Regions from separate parts of the Rattus norvegicus genome. Here region 2 is linked to region 1. Evidence: chromatin contacts called from public Hi-C data. All regions are on one chromosome and are shown on one strand. The core of a region is the stretch at or near the end of the contact, and the rest is flanking DNA. Distances in the headings are between cores, read along the strand shown.

The links. A called contact is a pair of places that touch in the nucleus more often than the background predicts.
Region 2: a contact with region 1 is called in a Hi-C map of liver, with 3 times the contacts expected there. The contact joins two enhancer-like sites. A contact is called at or near these places in 2 of 12 Hi-C or Micro-C datasets (kidney and liver).

What each region holds. Positions count from the first base shown.
Region 1 is chr15:23,744,408-23,749,875 of GRCr8, forward strand. No RefSeq gene overlaps it. Among named protein-coding and RNA genes, the nearest start is that of Peli2, 130 kb to the right of the region's middle. Within about 2 kb of position 3,449, at least 5 of the 93 cell types and tissues checked have an H3K27ac peak or open chromatin away from gene starts, as enhancers often do. A contact at or near this core is called in liver, where this site is marked.
Region 2 is chr15:24,123,947-24,129,414 of GRCr8, forward strand. No RefSeq gene overlaps it. Among named protein-coding and RNA genes, the nearest start is that of Tmem260, 87 kb to the right of the region's middle. Within about 2 kb of position 2,460, at least 6 of the 93 cell types and tissues checked have an H3K27ac peak or open chromatin away from gene starts, as enhancers often do. A contact at or near this core is called in liver, where this site is marked.

The DNA of each region.
Region 1 (5,468 bases), core at 2,199-4,698:
TGTCCTTGGTATGAGGGGTAATTGTCAGGGAAGCAAAGGACAGACTCTGATTGTCCAAAGCACAGCAGTGTTTGCGGTTGTCACTCCGTCCGGGGAGCCTTGGCTCTGTGAGGAAGCAGCACGATATAGCAGAGTCTCTGGGCTGAGTATGGGCACTGGATTCCTTGAGAGCTGTACTGTGTGCCTGGGTTGGCAGGAGGTTTGTCCTCTAACTGTGGGAATCCAAGATGATTCCCCGTCACCCCTTACTTAGCTCAGGATTCCTTTCCTGCCTTGGCTGCCATATTTCCTGAGTTTGAAGGGCATAGCTATCCTTTGCCGTCCCAAGCAGAGAGATATGGGGTCTGACTCCTACTTCTCATGGGTTCTAAAGCATAAGGCTGCTCCTGGTCCCTTGTATGAAATGGTGTCATAGCTATGTATAAACTACGTGTATCTTTTCATATACACCAGTCACCTCTAGATGATTTACAGTGCCGGATGTGATGTAAATGTTCTCTAAGCAGATGGCAGCCATATTGTTTAAGTCCATACGTATTCAGTTCATATAAGCTCCCACCATCGCTATTTTCAATACAAAGTTGTTGAAGGAGGTGCCTGTGTGTAGTACTGATGGATACTAAAAGGCTGGCTGTACTCGGACTTTTGAGTTTTTAGCATGCAGCTTACAGAAAGAACCAGTTACAGTCCTCAGCATTTGGAGGGGAGCCCTGGAGCCCCCTGTCAGAGTTCTAAGGGGCAGGGAGGAGCTCTGAATTACTGCTAGCAATCCCTGACACAGGATTGCAAGGTCTAGGAAGGTGGAGTTACACCCCAGGGATCACAGCGGTTTCAAGTTCTGCTCCCCCACCCAGTGACAGAGCCACACTGCTATTTTTTCATGGTCCTGTGACCCACCCAGCCACTGTATAATCAATGTTTCCATTCTTTTCCAAAAGAAACATGTTGATGGTCATTTGCAATCAGGGAAATGAAAGTTTTCCATCTCTCTGTGGCAGCACCACTTAGTTTTGAAAACAAAGAATTTAGCAGAGGAATTTAATCTCTGGTTACTTTGTAATACATCTGTGGCCCTAGACCCCCAAGAGATCCGTTCTTTCCTCATCTTCTATTAGGTTCAGTTCAATTCGTCACTGCCTGGCCCCCACTCCTTTCTGCTTTGTTCAGAAGTATCAAACAGAATGGCTAGAGAATAGGACCGTAACTGTATCCCATTTCAGGATTAAGCAACGAGGAAACGGGAGCCAGACCTGGAAAGGAAAATGTCCTTGCAAATGATCAATCGCAGATAGGACTTAAAACACCCAGCTGTCATCGTGCCACGGGATTGTCTGCCACCTTTGAACAAACTGCTGAGGACTCTTTTGCATTTATATCAGGTTTTAAAGATAATAGATGCCATTCTTCCTGCTCAAATGAATTGTAATTTCACAACTGCTTTGAAGATAGCCCTTCTTTCTTTGTATCTGTGGAAATGAACAACCTCTTGCCCGGACACATCCCCAGCCTCGTACCTGTTTAGTAGAAAAAGGGTTTGTTTGCTCTGGTTGATTAGTGATTTTATTTCAGAAGGACAGGACTGATTCCAAGCGGTGCCGACACCAGGATCAAAGCTGGCTCTTCGTACAATATGCTGGGGTGTCAGAGGCAGGCAAGCTGTTTATGTATCCACTGGGCTAAATTAGTGTCATTATCACTTCGGCAAAGCTTAGATTTTACTGTGTTCTGTGCTAAAGAACCCAATTATGGTATCTGCTGGACGGTGTATTAAATGACACCATTTAATTAAAGCCTAATCTCTCTCTCTCTGGATAAGCAATATTTGAAGTTATTAAACATTCTTTCATTCAATTACTGCAAATCTCTGACCGTTTTGGAGAGCAGGAAAGAAACTCATCTGGCACCCGGAAGTCCCGGGAGAATGACTGCTGTTTTGTGTTGTGTTTAGGACTCGGTACCCCGTCACAGTCACCCAGGACAGAGCTTCCAGTTTGAAAATTCTACAGATTTGCTTCTCAGGTTTTTGAGCAGCAGAGGACCCTGTCTGTGACTCTCACTGGTTTTCTCCAAGGACTGAGGCCTAATAGAGACCTCAGAAAAGAACCCATTCAAAGGCATAAAGCCATTAAAGAAATACAATTCCCGTGCCAGGGGCTGAGCCCTGTGACTGAGATGACAGCAATTCATTCTGAATGAGTATCTCATCCTGAAACGCAAGAATTAAAATGAGCTTCGACAGTGAACTCTAGAGACAACCTGTAATAGAAGAATTTTTTTTTACTTTTAGAAGAAGAAGTGAGCTAAAGAGACAAAGCTAGTTGGTGGGCCATGAAAGGATCCTCATTCTCTTCAGTTACCTGATTTTGCCATGGAGAAACCAGGGACACGCAATTTAGCTAACTGCCAACAGTGGCCACTAGCCAAATACCAACAGCACGCAGCTTCTGAGGCATCGTGATGTCACAGCACATGCGGGGTGAAGGTGTTTGTCAGCCTTTCGGGCCAGCCATGAAATCCCAGCGAGAGAGGAGCCTGTGTGTCACAGAAGCGGGGCAGCCAGCTTCAACCCTAGGACCGAGAACCAAGCTTTGCTCATAACCAGTGTTCTGCTTCAGATCTGAGAAAGATTAATAGTCAGATGTGTTCATGGACATGGCCAAAGTGCAGGCTGGAGGTCCTGTGTGCATGGATTCCCTTGGTTAATGAATAAAACCTCATGGCACTTGTTTTCCTGGTGTTACCCTTTTATAAGGTAACTCCGATATAGCTTTTATGGGCCTGTAGTTAGGGAATGTATGCTGTGTCTGAAGTTCATTGTCACGGCTGAGGTGAATGGGGTAAGTCTAGGAGTCCTTCATTTAGTCATTCAGTTGACAAATGCTCTATGTTCCCACGATAGAGACAGTCCTTTCCCAGATAGACTCAAATTCGGATTCCCAGCCCGTCTTTGTTAACTGTTTGGTACTATGCGTCTTACTTAACTCTCTCACTGTGATACAAGACTAACAACACGCATCTCATGGGATTGGGGTAAAAATTGAGAGTCATTTCGGTGTCTTCTATGTGACTATACATAGAAGTGATAAATATGGGATGACTATTGACAGCGTTCTTCCTTGAACTGTACTCTGGCATAGAGGCTAGATATAGGAAGTTCCAGTTTATTTAAAAAAAAAAAAAACAACAACACTCAAATGAATCAGCGAAAGTTAATGCTGGCTTGTGTGGGGGACAACACACTTCACTACCGACATACACACGTATGCATGTACATAGATACAGATATGACTTTCTAACTTCAAGCATGCATATAATCTAGCATGCTTTCTAGTTGTTTACTGCGGTAAGATGTCTTTCTGTGCTGGAAGAATTTCCAGTATGGGGTGAAATGGCTGGATGTAATCATCAGGTTGAGTTACTTACACGAAGCCAGTTACTAGCTCTCTGCCAACTAGAGCTGTGCCCTCAGGCCCTGCTTGATTGGCAGCCCATTGCTATACTCCAGGGGAGCATAGTTCATCCAAATAACTTGTCTCTCACTTTCCAATTCTAACGTGAGAAGGGACTGCAGCTAGATGGTCTCTTAGTGATAAACGGACAATGGGTATTCACTGTCCTGCTTCTTGGCAGAAACAATGGCTAGGCTATGTACTGTGAGGATATTACAGAGGGCAACCTGAAGAATAGAATACTCAGGAAACTTGAAGCAGACTCCGAGGTAAGGCTGGTAGAAATGTGTCTGAGTGGTCTTGTTTATTGACCCCGGACTGGGGTTGAAAGGCAATAGAAAATGTGTAGAGATTGAAAACCGTAACACAACCTTAAGATGACGAATGAGTTGTGTTGTGCACAAGTCATGTTTACTGGGATAGAATGACTGAAATAAAAAAATAGGCATCTACAGGGAGGCCTGGGCACACTCGCTGGCGAGACGAAGGTGTATTTAGAGTCAGGAAGCTAATGATACAAAAAGCCTTTCCAGGCAGTGGTGGAACCCAGAGTGATTCATGGGCCTAGCTAATCTCTGCGCTGTTGAACTGGATCACCTGCTGTTTGAAGATTCCCACCTGTCCCTGGTTCTCGAGAACACATTTTCTATTAAACAGCTCATATCTCCATCCCTCCCTCTCTTCCTCTAGCCTTTTCACTTTTAATTTATTTGTTTCTTGAGACAGTCTTCATAAACAGTCCAGCTTGGCTTCAAACTCATGATCCTCCCACCTCCCGAGTGCTGGGACAATTGGCATGTGGTGCCATGCATGGCTCCCTTTTTACTTTAGACATTATATCAGCCTAGAATCTTCCAAAGCATGGCTGACAACCTGTTTACCAAGTCTGCTCTGTCCCACCTCCTCTAGCGTGCCCATTTCTCATACCCATCTTTGCATTTTCACTGATATCTCTAATCTAAAACCTGCAACTCCATGTATGAGCTATTGAGAGGGACCCTCAAGCGTCCCAGTTATTATTTATTTATTTATTTATTTAGTTAGTTAGTTAGTTAGTCAGCTTGACATAGTATAGATTCATTTGGTAAGAAGGAACTCGCCCCCATCAAATTGGCCTGTGAGCAAGGCTGTGAGGCCATTTTTTACAAACAGTTGATGTGGGAGGATCCAGCCCATTGTAGACTGTGTCTCTTCCGGGCCCTTGGCCCTGAGCTGTGAAAGAAAGCAGGCTGAACAAGCTCTAGGGAACAGGGCAGTAAGCAGCGCCCATCCCTGTCCTCTGCATTGGTTCCTGCCTTGAGTTCCTGCCCTGACTTCCTTTGATGATGGGCTGTGATGTGAAACTGAAACTATTCCCCTCATGCCCACAAGTTGCTCTTGGTCATGGTGTTTGTCATGCAACAAAAGCCTAATTAAGACATGGAGCTAGGACTTGGCCTCCTCGTCTTTCCTTGTTCTGGCTCAACCATCCATCCATACTGCTGGTTGATTTTTAATTCCTGTAGAGATGCTTTGAATATATCGTCCCCTTTAGCTAAACCTCCAGTGGTTTCCTAGCGCCCGTGGTCCTAACAATGTAAATTTCACCTTGCTCACTTGGGTTATTATTTAGTCCATCAAGAATTGCTTATGACACCAACCTTGCCTTTTGTGAACTTGCAGTATGCACAGAGTCTGCATAACCAAGGTATTTCTTCCTCTATCCAACAAGGCAATAAACCCCTTTGAGAGTGGGGTCGGGCCTCAGGGTTCTCTTCTCTTTCTTCTTCCAGCAGAACTCATTGAACTGGGTGCTGAGGGAGCGCTTCATATTCCCGCATTTGGTTAAGACATGTAGATGTGATCATTGGGGAATGTGGGAAAGAGACACAGCCTCCAGGGTTGTGTTAATCCTAGGTTAAATGATGTCCCCAAAACCCACAAAGTGAGGAGGCATCTGCAGAGATGAGTTGGTAGAAGACTGGAGCAGAAGAAGACACACAGCGGGCATTAGTGGATTTTGTCACATGGGAGCCGGCC
Region 2 (5,468 bases), core at 1,210-3,709, 380 kb after region 1:
TTGTGTGTTGACAAATATCTCCTCACTTGAAGGAGGATTTTGGAGTAGGCAGATGCTAGTTTCTGTTTACTGTTATATACAGCTCCTGACATAGTTCGAATGACTCCTAATTGTCCAAATTAAAGGTTTACTTTTAAACTCATGATTCTGAATAGTCATGTTCAAGGAAAAAAAATTATGTTTTAAGTAGCAAACTTCCATTGTGAAGGAGAAAATGAAAACAAAAAAGCATCAGTTTCTCTGATTTTATATTCAGAAGCCACACCAATGTACTCCTCTCTGATTTACGGGGCATACTGCCCTTCTGCGCCTGCCACAAGTATTTGGAAACCTTGACTGGTTGGTGCCTTTGCGGCTTCCTCTGGGTGGCATAGTTCACCAGAGGTGGGGCAGCTTTGTGCAAAGGTTCATTCAATCATGACCCAATAGCACTCAAAGCTCAGAGCAGCACACCCTCTGTATTTCTCCTGCCCCCCTTCGTGAAACAAGACACCCACCAGCAATTTCCTGTGCTGACAGACTGGGGACAAAGCCCCTGAGCGGAGGAGAAATGGAGACCTTGCTGGCTTTGCTCGTTATTTGGCAAGACTAATGCTGGACATGAAGCACCTGCCTGATACCACCTAGCCATTTCAGAATCTCTCCACAGCTCCGCACTCTCATGGGACTCTGTGTGGGAGACAATGACCCATTCATTCCTCTCAGGATTAGCTTTCTGGAATGGCCCTTAAAACAGGAGGCTCCTCTCTCTCTGGAGAGCACTAGGTCCTTGTGGTGTCTTGGGTGCAAGGGATGGGAACTCACTGATGAAGGTTCAAATGTCTCAGATGCAGAATAATGGTCCTTGGGTGGGAATGCCTGGCAAACATCTGGTGTTTCTTTACTTTGTGAACATCTGGTGTCACATGAGTTCTACCCGCTGACCCAGTCACACTCCCCGCAGCCCGCTGAGAGAGAGACTACTGAAATCACAGTCCCACCACCAGAGACGGTGGCGTAATTTCTTGTGTTTTGCTCTGAGCCAGGTCTGTTAGGCCTCCTTGGGTGGTTTTGATATGCAGTCAAGATGAGAAACCTGTGTGTCGGCAGAAGGAGACATTAATGGATTAGGGAACATGATTTATCGATGTGAAATGTTGAAACAAGTTGAAGAACTATAGTTGTCTATTGAATCGTATCAGGTGCTTGAAACATTTGGAATAACTTTATTTACACTGAAAACAGTCATCTTGAGAGAGGGGCCGTAGACACACAGAGGCCCACCTGCCCCCTTTTGGTGCAGTGCAGGAAGGGGGAGATGTCCAGAGACACCCCCACTGTACCACCATGCCTCATGGTGGGCTGTAGACATCTAAAGGCCCACTTGCGGGAGGGTAGAGAAGGTCACCCAGAGGCTTGTCAGTCACATGGCCCACTCTCAGTGGCAGCCACTGCAGTCTGCAAGTATGTGATGGACAGAGAGGAAAGGGAAACGGAAGAGCTTGAACATTATGAAGAGAAATGGAACTGAAGACACAAGGGTGAAGAGGAACAGCCTGCTGTGAGTCCAACACCTGAAGCCATGATGAAGTCTAGCCCATGCAGCTGCTGAGGGCCATGTCTGAGTCCATGGCCAGGCAGCAGCAGGGGTCAGGTAACAATGTTTGGGGCTCATATTACCACTACAGACCATAGGGATGTCCCTGGTCTGAGCAGCCAACCTGGTTTATATAAATGTCCAAGGGATGTGCAGAACTGGCCCTGCCCCTCATTGGCTGTGGTACGCTGGAGAGCTGGCCCCACCTCTCACCTGCTTTGGCACTTGGCAGAGTGGGCCCTGTGTTTCACCTGGGCAGCAGAGTGGAGCTGTCCCTGGTTGTGTGGGTGTGGATGATCCGGCCCTGTTGGGGGCAGGGGGGGTTGTGGGAGGGACAGATAGAGAGAGAGGGAGAGGGAGAGGGAGGGGGAGAGGGAGGGGGAGAAGGAGGAGGAGGGCAAGGAAGAGGGGGAGGTGAGAGGGAGAGGGATAGGAGGAGGAGAAGGGGGAGGGGAAGAGGGAGACGGGGAAGGGGAGGTGAGGAGAGGGGAGAGGGAGAGAGAGAGGGAGAGGGAGAGCCTGCTGCAGTGCTTGGGAAAGTGGCCCCTATGTCTCAACTGTGTAACTGGCTCTGGAGGTGTGACTGTGGGTGAGCCTGCCCAAGAGCATGAGAACAGGAGATCTGACCCTGCCAGCGGCAGCCTTGGGCAGGCTAACCTCATCGGTGCTGTAGAGCTCGCCTCAGTGGCATGGATGTCCAGGCCCAGATCTATGGCTTTGCGTTCTCCCACCCTAACATTTACATCATCTGTGAATTGTTGGAGCATGTGGAATCACCAGTCCTGCTGGTCCACAGCTGCAGGATCTCCATGACCCAGGGCAACAACAGCATAGCCGGGAAGAGTCCTGGTGAGGATCCAATACTGATGATATCACAGAAGCCAGAGGCCTTGACCCAGACCAATGACTCACTGCAACAAACGTTTGCAAATGAAGGAGTGAGGGCAGAGGGACAGACTGTGGGACGCACTGTGACAAACTGCAGCTTCCACAGTGAGATGTTGTCTATGCTCTGCTTCGCCTTGTTTGTTTTTATTTTCTTGTGCAGGGGAAGTTGCCAGGGTGGGGGGTAAATACGAGGGAACAGGGAGTTGAGTGAGACCTCACATGATGTGGAACTCACAAATCAATAAAAAGTTGAAAAAGAAACATCCAGAATAAAGAATTATTTTGAGTTTCATATCAGATTATTGAACTCTTATCTATATTAGAAACCCGCACGGAGATAGATGGTGGTCACCGTGTTAATTACAGACAGCTATTAACAAGTAGGAAAAATAGCAAATCTGCATATTTATCAGGTATCCATGCAAGCTCTCCTTCCTCATGGGCCAGCCCTGCAACAGGATTCGCCCAGGACTCATAGCAAACGGAGATACTTTGCTCAAACCCACCATCTCCTGTAATCAGCCAAGACGGAATTCCAGTGGAGGGACTGGGACACTGAGCCAGCGACAAAACCTTTGGCAGACAATTTGTCCTGACTACGAGGTGTGCCAGGGTAAAGCTGACACAAATTGTGGGAGTGGCCAAACAACGACTGGTCCAGCTTGAGGCTCACGGCATGAGAAAGCTCAGAGACCTAGTATAGAACCAAACTTGACTGGCAAATAAATAAATAAATAAATAAATAAATAAATAAATAAATAAATAAATGGGAGGGGGAGTTGTCAGTGAAATGTTTTTCCGTGATACTCTGCTATACTTAGAGATTGGTGCCTAACTAACTTGTCATCAGAGAGGCTTCATCCAACGACTGGTGGAAACAGATGTTGAGATCCACAGTCAAACAGGCAGAGCTCAGGGAATCCTGCTGAAGACAGGGGGGAAGGATTGTAGGAGCTTGTAGTAGTAAAAACTAAAAAGGGCAGAATCCTTGCTAGTTCTGCTCCCAGCGGGCTATTGGAACGAGTGCTAACTTATCTCAGAGGCTCCACACTGCCCCCATCTACTTTCTGACCCGCTGTCCGCTGTCCGTGAGCCATTCCAACACGGCACCCTGTCAGGCTGCCCCACCCTCACTCACAGCTCTCTTGGCTGGTTTCCCCCACGCCAGGCATACACATCCCAATTCTGTGGCGGCCCGGTGTGTCCAGCCACCATACACTCTCTTGAACTTAAGTCGCCACATGAAAGAGCACATCACACAATATCCTCTGATCCAATTGATAAGATATAATTTGCCCATCTGGACAACACAAAATCCTGTACACACCCATCCCTTAAGAATCGTCATAACGACCTGTAATATGTGCAGAGGGGAGTCTTAACATCGGCCGCCACGTTCTCTCTGCTCCCTCCTCTCTCCAGCCTCCTCTGCCCCTCTAAAACTTTTCTCCCGCCCATCTTTCCTTCTCATCCAATGGCAGGCCTCATTCTATCCTGTACATGCCTTCACCTGCATAATGACATCAACCTACAGGAGCCAAAGAAGTCAAGGACCTGGGCCCTCTGCACATGTGATGTAGTTGTGTAGCTTGGCCTTCCTGTGGTGCCCCTAACAGTAGGAGCGGGGGCTGTCTCTAACTCTTTTGCCTGCTTTTGGGACCCTTTTCCTCCCCCTAGTTGCCTCACCAAGCCTTCATACAAGGGGAGGTGCCTAATTATACTGCAACTTGATATTCCATGTGTGGTTGATATCCATGGGAGGTCTACCCTTTATCTGAAGAGAAAGGTAGAGGGGTGGAGGGGGCAAAAGGAAGGCAGAAGGTGAGAGATTAGGAGGAGAAACTGCAGTTGGGATGGTAGAAAACATTTTTTAAATATAAAAAGTTTTAAAGTAAAAACAAAACAAACAAAAAAGCTGGTTGATGGCTCAGTAATTAAGAGCTCTGGTTGTCATTCTAGAGGACCTGGATTTGGTCATCAGCGCCCACTGGCAGCTCACAACCATCTGTAACTCCAATTCCAGGGGATCTGACACCCTCTTCTGGCTTCTGTGGACACCAAACATGCAGGGTACGCATACATACATGCAGGCAAAACATTCATATACACGAAAGAAGAATAAATACATCTTGAAAATGTAATACAAAAGAACATCGGGGGTGAACACTTGGTGCTTTATTACTTTTCTGTTCTCTTATTTTGTAGCGAGCTCATATTGTTGAATTTTTCTCCTGTTCCTCTTTTAAGGAAATCACCTACCTGATTGGGTAGGTAGGTGTGGCAGTTTAAATGAGAATGGCTACCGTAGGCTCACATGTTTGAATAACTGGTCCTCTTTTTGTAGAACTGTTTGGGAAGGATTCGGAGGTGTGGCCTTGTTGAAGAAAGTGTGTCGGTGAAGGTGGTTTCAAAAGCTCGCACAATTCCTAGCTAGCTCTCTCTGCATGCTACTCTTGGTTAAAGATGTGAGTTCTTAGCCACCGCTCCAACTCCATTCATGCCTGCCTGCCTGCTGCCATTCTTCCCAACATGAGGGTCTAACCCTCTAGAACTGTAAGCCCCTACAAACTTTTCTATGAGTTTCCTTGGTCCCGGTGTCTCTTCATAGCAACAGAACAGTGGAGAAGACACTGGCAGAGAACCTTAGCATAGAAGAAAACAAGTCCGCTTACGATTGCAGAAATATGATTCTTAAAAGACCATTCATTGTCTTTGTCCATGTGTACTGCTGTGATAAAGTACATTAAACTGGTCATTTTCAAAGAATAGAAATTCAATACTCACAGTTCTGGAGACCAAGAGGTCTGAGATCAAGGTTTCAGAAAATCCCACTTTTTTCTGAAGACTTAAGCTTTACTTTCCAGGTGGTTCCTGGTTACCCTGTCTTCACATAACGGGAGGGATTGGATGGGAAATACTCACTCACTCGAGCCCTTCTATAAGGGTACTGAGGGTATTGCCCACATGGTTGAATTGTCACTCAAAGCATCACCATTTTCAAAAT